Linked DNA regions of Mus musculus: all the other regions are linked to region 3. The links are chromatin contacts, called in public Hi-C maps. All regions are on one chromosome and are shown on one strand. Each heading gives the region's core, a stretch centred on a gene start, on an enhancer-like site or on the middle of the called end of the contact. The rest is flanking DNA. Distances are from core to core; before and after follow the strand shown. Region 1 overlaps 4930402H24Rik (RIKEN cDNA 4930402H24 gene). Region 2 overlaps 4930402H24Rik (RIKEN cDNA 4930402H24 gene). Region 3 overlaps Atrn (attractin).

Region 1 (2,700 bases), core at 20-2,519, 160 kb before region 3:
GACTGAGCCGTTCTGGGACTGGCTGAGCCATAGACAGACAGCAGTGTCCGTCTGTCCCCAGCAGTGTGGACCCCAAGGGGAAGCAGGAGGGCCTCAGAGAGAAACTCAACTCTGAGAAGAGGAAACCTATCTGGCTTAAGGACTTACATTTGCTCCGTGGTCCTGGGCAGCTTCTCGTTGTCACCTGGAAAGGGAAATGTTCCAGGTTAAATTAAATACTACACACGCACAGACGGCAAGCGGTACTTGCCTTTTCCCAGAATTTTCTCAGACTTTCATTTACCCCCTGACTCTTTTTCAATTCATTTCACAGAATCTTAGGCTCTTGAATGTTTTTACACACACACACACACACACACACACACACACACACACACACACACACACTTAAATTAATGTTGTTTAAGTTGTTTTTAAATTTTCTTTTTTTCTTTTTTCTTTTTTTTTGGTTTTTTGAGACAGGGTTTCTCTGTATAGCCCTGGCTGTCCTGGAACTCACTCTGTAGACCAGGCTGGCCTCGAACTCAGAAATCTGCCTGCCTCTGCCTCCTGAGTGCTGGGATTAAAGGCGTGTGCCACCACTGCCTGGCTATTTTTAATTTTTTTAATTATCTGATCTAAGTAATCTTTCTTTCCAGAACTTCCTGGCTTCTATATGAATGGCCTCTGAATCCTGACCTCTGGGAAGCAATGCTGAGAGCCACACTCAATTTAAAAGTTTCTCCCCCATGTCTCTTTGGATACCCGAAGCTTCAGAGTACCCCAGCAAGTAGTGTTCCCCTACTTGGCCTAGCCTTCCTGAAGTTCACTGTTGCAAGTCCTCAGCCTTGGGTGTCCTATCACAGCCTACTTCCTCTTTTCACAGAGCAGCTAGGCAGGAGTTCAGTCATGTGATCCGACTGGAGCTCACATCCCGGCTATCCCAAACTGTCTCATTAATCTTGGCCCTTCTTCTGACACAGCACAGGGGATAAACACAGCTAAACTTTAAACTATAGGTTGAATTGAAATGAATTCTGTGAGGAATGAGTTAAACAAATTGATTCTATAGTTGCAATCAGGGAAAGATAAATGCCTACAAGATGGAATTTTGCATAAAATAGTAAATTGTATAATAATGTCTCTTTCATAGGAAAAACCATTAGGTAATAGCTGGTAAGATAACTATTCATAGAGACTTACCCAAATAAGGAACATGAGTAGCTCCAAAAAAGTATGTTCTTGAACAGGCCAGAGGTCCCTTTGGTGAGACACACTGAGCGACCTGAACGTTGTGGGGAGAAGAAAGAAAGATGAGTGCACTAGGAGCTGGTGAGCTGGCTCACAGGCCTGGCCATCTAAACTCAGTCCCCAGAAACCATGGAAAGATGCAAGGAGGAAACAGACTTCACCAGATTGTCCTCAGACCTCCACTCATCTGCCATGGCACACACACACCCTGCTTCATGAACATTTGCACAATAATCAGACTCTTAAAACGGAGCACACGTAGACAAGTGATGCTGAAGACATGAAAGCAAACAGTTAATGCAACGACGTTTACTTAACTGAACCTGATTTACTTATTTTCTTTTTTCTTCCAGACAGGGTTTCTCTGTGTAGCCCTGGCTGTCCTGGAACGCACTCTGTAGACCAGGCTGTCCTGGAACTCAGAAATCTGCCTCCTGGGATTAAAGGTGTGTGTCACCACTGCCCAGTCTAATTTATTTTTATAGACAAAGATGACTTAATTTGATTTAAACAATAGTATTTATTTGTTTAAATTTAAATATTTGTTTTTAATTTTGATTTTATTTGTGTGAGGGGTGCAAACAGGTTACTATAGTGTACATGTGGAACTAAGAAAACAACTTTTGGGGAGTTGGTTCTCTCCTACTACATGATTTGGGGAGGGGTTCTAGCTAACTTTAACTGTCAATATGACAAAGTCTAAAACACCTGATAAGAGAGTCTCAATTGAAGGATTACCCAGATCAGGCTGTTGGTGGGCATTGTCTATATATAGGGGAACTGTCCTAATGAATAGATGGAAGAGACCTATCCCACTGTGGGCAGTGGCCTTAGGCTGTACAAGGAAGCTAGCTAAGCAGGCAAGGGAAGTAGCTCTTCCACAGTCTACAGTTCAATTGCCAGCTTGAGTTCCCATCCCAGCTTCCCTGAGTGATGGACTGTGATCTCAAAGTATAAGCCAAATAAATCCTTTCCCTCACTAAGTTGCTTCGGTCAGTGTTTTATCACAACATCTTATCCTGCAAATAACAATAACAAAACAAATTCTATTTTAAGAAGTTTAAAATATGAGTCTTATCTGATTCTGAAGGTTATATTACCACCACCACTCCACTCCTGTCAGACAAGAGTGTTGCTATGTTGCTCAAGCTAGTCTTGAACTTGCAACTTTCTTGTCCCAACTCCCAAGTGAGATTACAGACATCGGCCATAGTCCTAAAGTTTTAGAAATAACACATTTGTCTTTTCACACAATACCTTTCCCTCAACTTTTGGTATGCCTTGTAACTTTCTGTCGAAGCTAGACACAGTAACTCTAGTAACAAGGCCTGAAAAAAAGCAAGCCTTTAGTGTAAAACTTGATGTTAATCTGACTGGGTATTAAATTGTGTTTAGTATTTTTTGGAGCTTCAAATACCATAGGCTTCCTTTTCTTGTAGCCTTGTATATGTCTCTGTGTTGAGGTTTGGT
Region 2 (2,700 bases), core at 190-2,689, 220 kb before region 3:
ATAAAAGGAAGTGTTTGGCACATGGTTTGGCTAGAGGAGGAGGAAAGGCATGGTGGCCGGAACAGCTGAGAGCTCACATGTTGATCCAAAAGCAGGAGGCAGGGGGTCGAGAGAGCACTCATAGCAGTCTTTTGGAACCTCAAAGTCAGTGACACACCCCCTCCAGCAAAGCCACACCTCCTAATCCTTCCCAAATAGTTCCATCAACTGGGGACCAGGCATACAAAAAGATGTGTCTATGGGTGGCATTCTAATTCAATCCACCACATATGCATGCATGATTTCTTAAAAAATGGAATGAAATTTCTCATATCTTATTCTTGTCCTTCCAATTAATATGGTGGCTTTCTTTTATTTTTTCCTTCAGTTTTTTTGAGACAGAGTTCTTTGTGTAGCTCTGGCTGTTCTGGAACTAGCTCTGTAGACCAGGCTGGCCTCAAACTCACAGAGACCTGCCTGCCTCTGTCTCTCAAGTGCTGGGATTAAAGGTGTGGGCCACTGTGTCAGTGGCTTCCTTCTTCATCCAACCAGAAGACACTGATGTTTCTTTTTTTTGTTGTTGTTTGAGAAAGGGTTTCTTGTCCCTAGACTGGCTTCTGTATTTAAGTAACTACATACTTATCCCCATTCATGTCTTATTAAACTATGTCTGTGGTACACTCATATGCAGACACACTCATTTATTGTCTGCTTGTTTGTTTTGCGCTTTTGAGCCAGGATCTCACACTCTGGTGGAGCCCAGGTTGGCCCTGAGCACCTACTTAGTCAGTATTTCTTTCTTTGAGACAGAGTCTCATTATAGCCTAAGTTGGCTTCTAACTAGTGATCCTCCCATCTCTGCCTCCTGAGTTCTGGGATTATAGACCTTTAACCACCCCATTTAGCTTTTCTCACATTATGTATTTTCCTCCCTCCCTCCCTCATTCGCTTCCTCCTTCCCTCTTTCTGTCCCTTCTTTCCTTATTTGCATTGCTTGGGACTGAACCCAAGATCCATTACACACACTTGGCAAAATCCACTTCCATAGATCCTTCATGAATACTAACTATGCACTAAGCACTGAAAAGACATGGCTCCTGTTCTCATGGGGATGAATAAAGCCTGTCTTCCATAATCTCATTCAATATGTGGTTCCACAAGCCAAACATGCGAAAAGACCTGTCTCATTCCGGAAGGGAGGGAAACTTGCTACAGTTTACTTCAGTACCACATCATGGGATGGAGACGATCCTAAGTGTCTACCTGTGCTCCATGTAGCAGCTCAAGGGCTCCACACACACCGTGACGGCACCAATGGTGAAGTAGGACCTGACGTTTGGGTCTGGGTGAGTCTGCAGGGCTTGCACAACATCAATGACGTCTGTGTAGCTAAGGAAGAAAGCACACACACACAGTTAGCTTCCTAGTTGGGGCTACAGAATAGGGAAGAGGGGAGCACCGAGCGCTGAGTGAGGGCTGAAGAGAGACCCAAAGCAGAAGGGAGACTCATAGAGTCCCTTGTGTTACCCCATTTTGTGGTTAGAGCCCTAGAATCCACAGTGTGTTTCTGCATTCCCAAGTTCTTTCCGTTCCCCTCAGAGGAAGAGTTGGGTCCGAGAGCCAACCTACTCTGGAGATAAGAACCTAGTGACTGGGCTCTGAAGGCAGGACAGGGTTTTCTAGTGTAACCCAGGAGCTCTGCCAGATTCTGTTTTCTTTAGTTCTTTCCCCTTCTCCTCCCATTTCACAAGGTCATCAGATCCGTCAAATACCATTTCTATTCCATCTTCTGCCTGGAACTCCCTCCAATCTTGATTTACAGAACCAGTTTGATGTCTTCACTTAGGAGTGAATATGTTTGTAATCCAAACCCTCAAGCCGGTTCCTCCCAAGTTCCTGTTATTCTAAGCCCAGGGGACTTTTACACTTTCAGATGCTGGGCCAAAAGATCTGGGTCCTCTTTGATTCCATTTTCTCTTAGTCTTCAGCATAAACCTGAAAGAGATTACTGCTCACACTCCCACTGGGTCCAGACTGCTACTGTCCTTTACCTAGGACACCCCAATGGTCTCCCAGCTGCGCCCCCTTTTGTCCTGCCCCAGTGCAAACTGTTCTCAACAGGGAGGCTAGAGGGCTATGCTAAGCCCTCTGAGCGATCCAGTTACTGCTCTGCTCAAACCCTCTTGTGGTTTCCATCTCAGAGCAGAAGCTGAGGCCCTTACAGTGGGCCAGGCAGCCCTGCACCCTCTGACCTCTCAAGTGCAAGGGAGAGTTTCGTGATCCCAGCCTGTCCCCTGGTCTCAGCACCTGGCCTTCTGGATTCTCTCTGAATATGCCAGCCATACTTCTACTCTGTCCCCTCGGGTGGGAATGCTCTTTTCTTCTGGCAAACACCTGGCTGGCTTCCTTCTGGTTTCTGGTCACGTGTCAATTTGTTGGGGGTCTATGGTGCTGGGGATCAAACTCAGAGTGTTGCACGTGCCAGCTGAGTGCCCCACCTCTGGGCTCCATTGAGTGGCATTTTTATGGAGACGTTTTGTGCCTTTATAGACACTGCAGTCATGGTGATGCTCCGTGTACCCTGTATCTCCCTCCCACAGGTTTCTCTGAATGCACTGACTGTCAGCCACAGCCTCTCCTTGCTGATTTGTCTTCTTCCTGTGCTTCTTTGGCCCCATCATTCCTCATTTAGTTCTCTGCAATAAGGTGTTTGTTCAGTGT
Region 3 (2,700 bases), core at 21-2,520:
GACTTGGAATGCTGTGCTGTGCTCCCACCCTGTAGGTGAGATCACTTGGGTTACCCAGGTCATCAGGCTGGCAGCAAAGCACTCTTCCTCTGTGAGCTTTCTTGCTGACCTAAGAAAAAATTGAAATACTAACTATGATTAACACACCTTGAACACTGTGTGTAAACAACCAAGAGAAAAAAAGCAGCAGCAAGAAAACAGTATGGCTCAGTACTCCTGAGCACAGTAAACAGTGTGAGGCAGGGTGTCCTGAGACTTTTCTTTTTGCCTATGTATGTTAAATTTACTGCTGAGCACATTTGCAACTTAGTAATACTGATAGGTACAAGAAAGAAAAAAAAATACCCTAAGGAAAAGACGTAGGATGTAGCCCAGAGGTGGGGTTCTCGCCTCCATGTGCAGGGCCTCTAATTATATGTAGCATCTCAAAAGAATAAAAAAAAAATTTAAAGCAAGATCTTCCAGAAAATCTTGTGCTCTCTTTAGTCCAAGGATTTAGAAAGACAAAACTTTCAATAGTAATGTCTCTATGCCAGCCAGATGCCACAGAAATCTAGCCCTGGCCTGATCTGTGCCAGTAAAGCTAAGTGGGGAGCCTGGATGTCCTTCCTTACCAGGATACAGTAAGATGCCCCAACGACTAGGGTTAGCACCAGAGACACCAAGTAGTCATAGGGCTTTCAGGTTCACCAGTTGGAAATACAGCTTCTGCCCAGACAGTGCCAGTAGAGGCCATGTGAGGACATTGACCTCTGCTGTCAGCAACAGTAATGGCAGTAATAAGTTGACCTTCTCCATCCTATGGGAGGGGTCTAAGAAGGCATAAAATCAAAGAGGATCTAGAGTCTCACAGCATGATATACAAAATCTGCCCAGCCAAGAGCTAATATGATCTCGTTTTGAATGAGAAATCAAAGAGACATTGACATTAGGGTGACACACATTAGAATTATCTGACAAGGAATGTAGTGCTAAGGATGAAGTCTGGTGCTTCCCATACGCTGAGCATGCCTTCTACCAACTGAACGACAGCCTCAGCAGTGGGCTGGTGCTGCAGTCTGGAGTATGTCGAGGTGTGTGAGATACAATGTCTGTGATTAACTGTGTCAGCATTAAAAATGGAATTTTAAGGTGGCCTACCTAAAACACTACAATGAGCAGCTACACACATATAAAACAAATGAAAGAATAGAAAGTCTCACCAAAACAAATACAAGACATAACAGGATACCAGAGGCCAGGTTAAGGCACTTGTCCAGCTGGGCCTGGTGACCCACTTGGGTGGAAGAAGGAACCAGTTCCTGGCAGTTGCCTTCTGATTATCTTTGTGCCTTGGCAAATACATGGCCTTGCCCAAATAAATAAATGTAATAATAATTATTAGAAAGAATCTTAAGTGGAGGGCCTGGAAGATGGCTGAGAGGCTAAGAGCATTTTCTCCTGCTCACAGCCAGCTGGGACTTCTGTTCTAGAGGATGTAGATGCCCTCTTGTGGCCTCTGCTGGCACTGCATGCGCATGGTACACAGATAGGAAGGCAAGCAAAACACTCAGACACATAAGATAAAAATAAATAAATCTAAAAAGAGAATATCAGATGGAGTTGTAAAATTGAAAAATGCAGCAATGGAAACAGAAATCCCAGTGGGTGGATTAGCATTGGCAGGACAGAGGCAAGAAAGAGCCAGCGAGCCTCCAGACAGACCATTAGAAATTCCACAGTCAGAACAATAGGGAGAACAGTAAATCTTACATTAAAAGAAGGCCAGGGCCTGGTAGCAAAAGGTTTTAATTTAAGCACTTGAGAGGGAGAGGAGGCAAATCTCTCTGATTGGGGGTTGGGGTTAATGGTGAATGCCATGACACCCTGCTCAGAGTTAGCCTTCTCCCCTAAAAAAATTTTAAATTCATTTTCAATGCTGACACAGTTAATCATAGACATTGTATCTCAGACACCTCAACATACTCCAGACTGCAGCACCAGCCCACTGCTGAGGCTGTCGTTCAGTTGGTAGAAGGCATGCTCAGCATTCGCGAAGCACCAGACTTCATCCTTAGCACTACATAAAACTGGGTGTGGTCATGCACACTTATAACTTCAGCACCATGGAGGCAGAGGCAGGATGATGAGAACTTGAGGATCATTCTCAGTTACATAGGGAGTTTGAGGTTAAGCAGGGGTACAGGAGGCCTGTCTCAAACAAACAGACAAACAGACAAACAAACAAACTTCAAAAAACTCTTGAAGTACTAGGCCTAGTACGTGCTGAGATTGTAGGTATATGTCATCATGCCTGTTGTAGAATGAGTGAGAGCGGACTCCATAGGCTTATAGATTTGAATCTTGGTGTCTGTCTATGTCATGTCATCCCTGCACAAAAGCCCACACTAGGCCCACACATTCTCTCTGTCTGCTGCATGTGGGTTAGATGTGAGCTCTCAGCTGCTGCTCCAGTGCCATGCCTGCCTGCTGCCAGGCTCCAGCCATGACGGTCAGGGACTAACTCTCTGAAACTGTAACCAAGTTCCCAATGAAATGCTTTCTTTCATAAGTTGCCTTGGTCATGGTGTCTCTTCACAGCAATAGCACAGTAACTAAGATACCTGGCTCCTCCCCTCCCCACCCCACCATTATTTACCATAAAGTAAACAATACACAGTTGGATAACATGATACTGAAGTTATTTTCCTGTTTCCTGAT

Evidence for each region. A called contact is a pair of places that touch in the nucleus more often than the background predicts.
Region 1: a contact with region 3 is called in a Hi-C map of bone marrow-derived macrophages, with 32 read pairs. The contact joins two enhancer-like sites. A contact is called at or near these places in 2 of 15 datasets of contacts at CTCF or cohesin (the NIH/3T3 cell line and pro-B cells), 5 of 484 Hi-C or Micro-C datasets (Th1 cells, bone marrow-derived macrophages, embryonic stem cells and 2 more) and 2 of 9 other capture datasets (adipose tissue and pancreatic islet).
Region 2: a Hi-C map of bone marrow-derived macrophages shows a contact between it and region 3, with 28 read pairs. The contact joins two enhancer-like sites. A contact is called at or near these places in 2 of 484 Hi-C or Micro-C datasets (bone marrow-derived macrophages and nephron progenitors), 2 of 115 datasets of contacts at active chromatin or transcription factors (embryonic stem cells and microglia) and 2 of 9 other capture datasets (adipose tissue and pancreatic islet).

The regions. Positions count from the first base shown.
Region 1 is chr2:130,784,277-130,786,976 of GRCm38.p6, forward strand. 4930402H24Rik (RIKEN cDNA 4930402H24 gene) reads right to left here. Exons shown (of 37, transcript NM_029432.2): 11 at 1,183-1,264; 12 at 148-184. Among named protein-coding and RNA genes, the nearest start is that of 4930402H24Rik, 55 kb to the right of the region's middle. Within about 2 kb of position 1,270, at least 12 of the 459 cell types and tissues checked have an H3K27ac peak or open chromatin away from gene starts, as enhancers often do. A contact at or near this core is called in bone marrow-derived macrophages, where this site is marked.
Region 2 is chr2:130,729,547-130,732,246 of GRCm38.p6, forward strand. 4930402H24Rik (RIKEN cDNA 4930402H24 gene) reads right to left here. Exons shown (of 37, transcript NM_029432.2): 28 at 1,243-1,368. Among named protein-coding and RNA genes, the nearest start is that of Slc4a11, 33 kb to the left of the region's middle. Within about 2 kb of position 1,440, at least 34 of the 459 cell types and tissues checked have an H3K27ac peak or open chromatin away from gene starts, as enhancers often do. A contact at or near this core is called in bone marrow-derived macrophages, where this site is marked.
Region 3 is chr2:130,949,266-130,951,965 of GRCm38.p6, forward strand. The region is part of intron 6 of Atrn (attractin); the gene reads left to right. Among named protein-coding and RNA genes, the nearest start is that of Atrn, 44 kb to the left of the region's middle. Within about 2 kb of position 1,271, at least 17 of the 459 cell types and tissues checked have an H3K27ac peak or open chromatin away from gene starts, as enhancers often do. A contact at or near this core is called in bone marrow-derived macrophages, where this site is marked.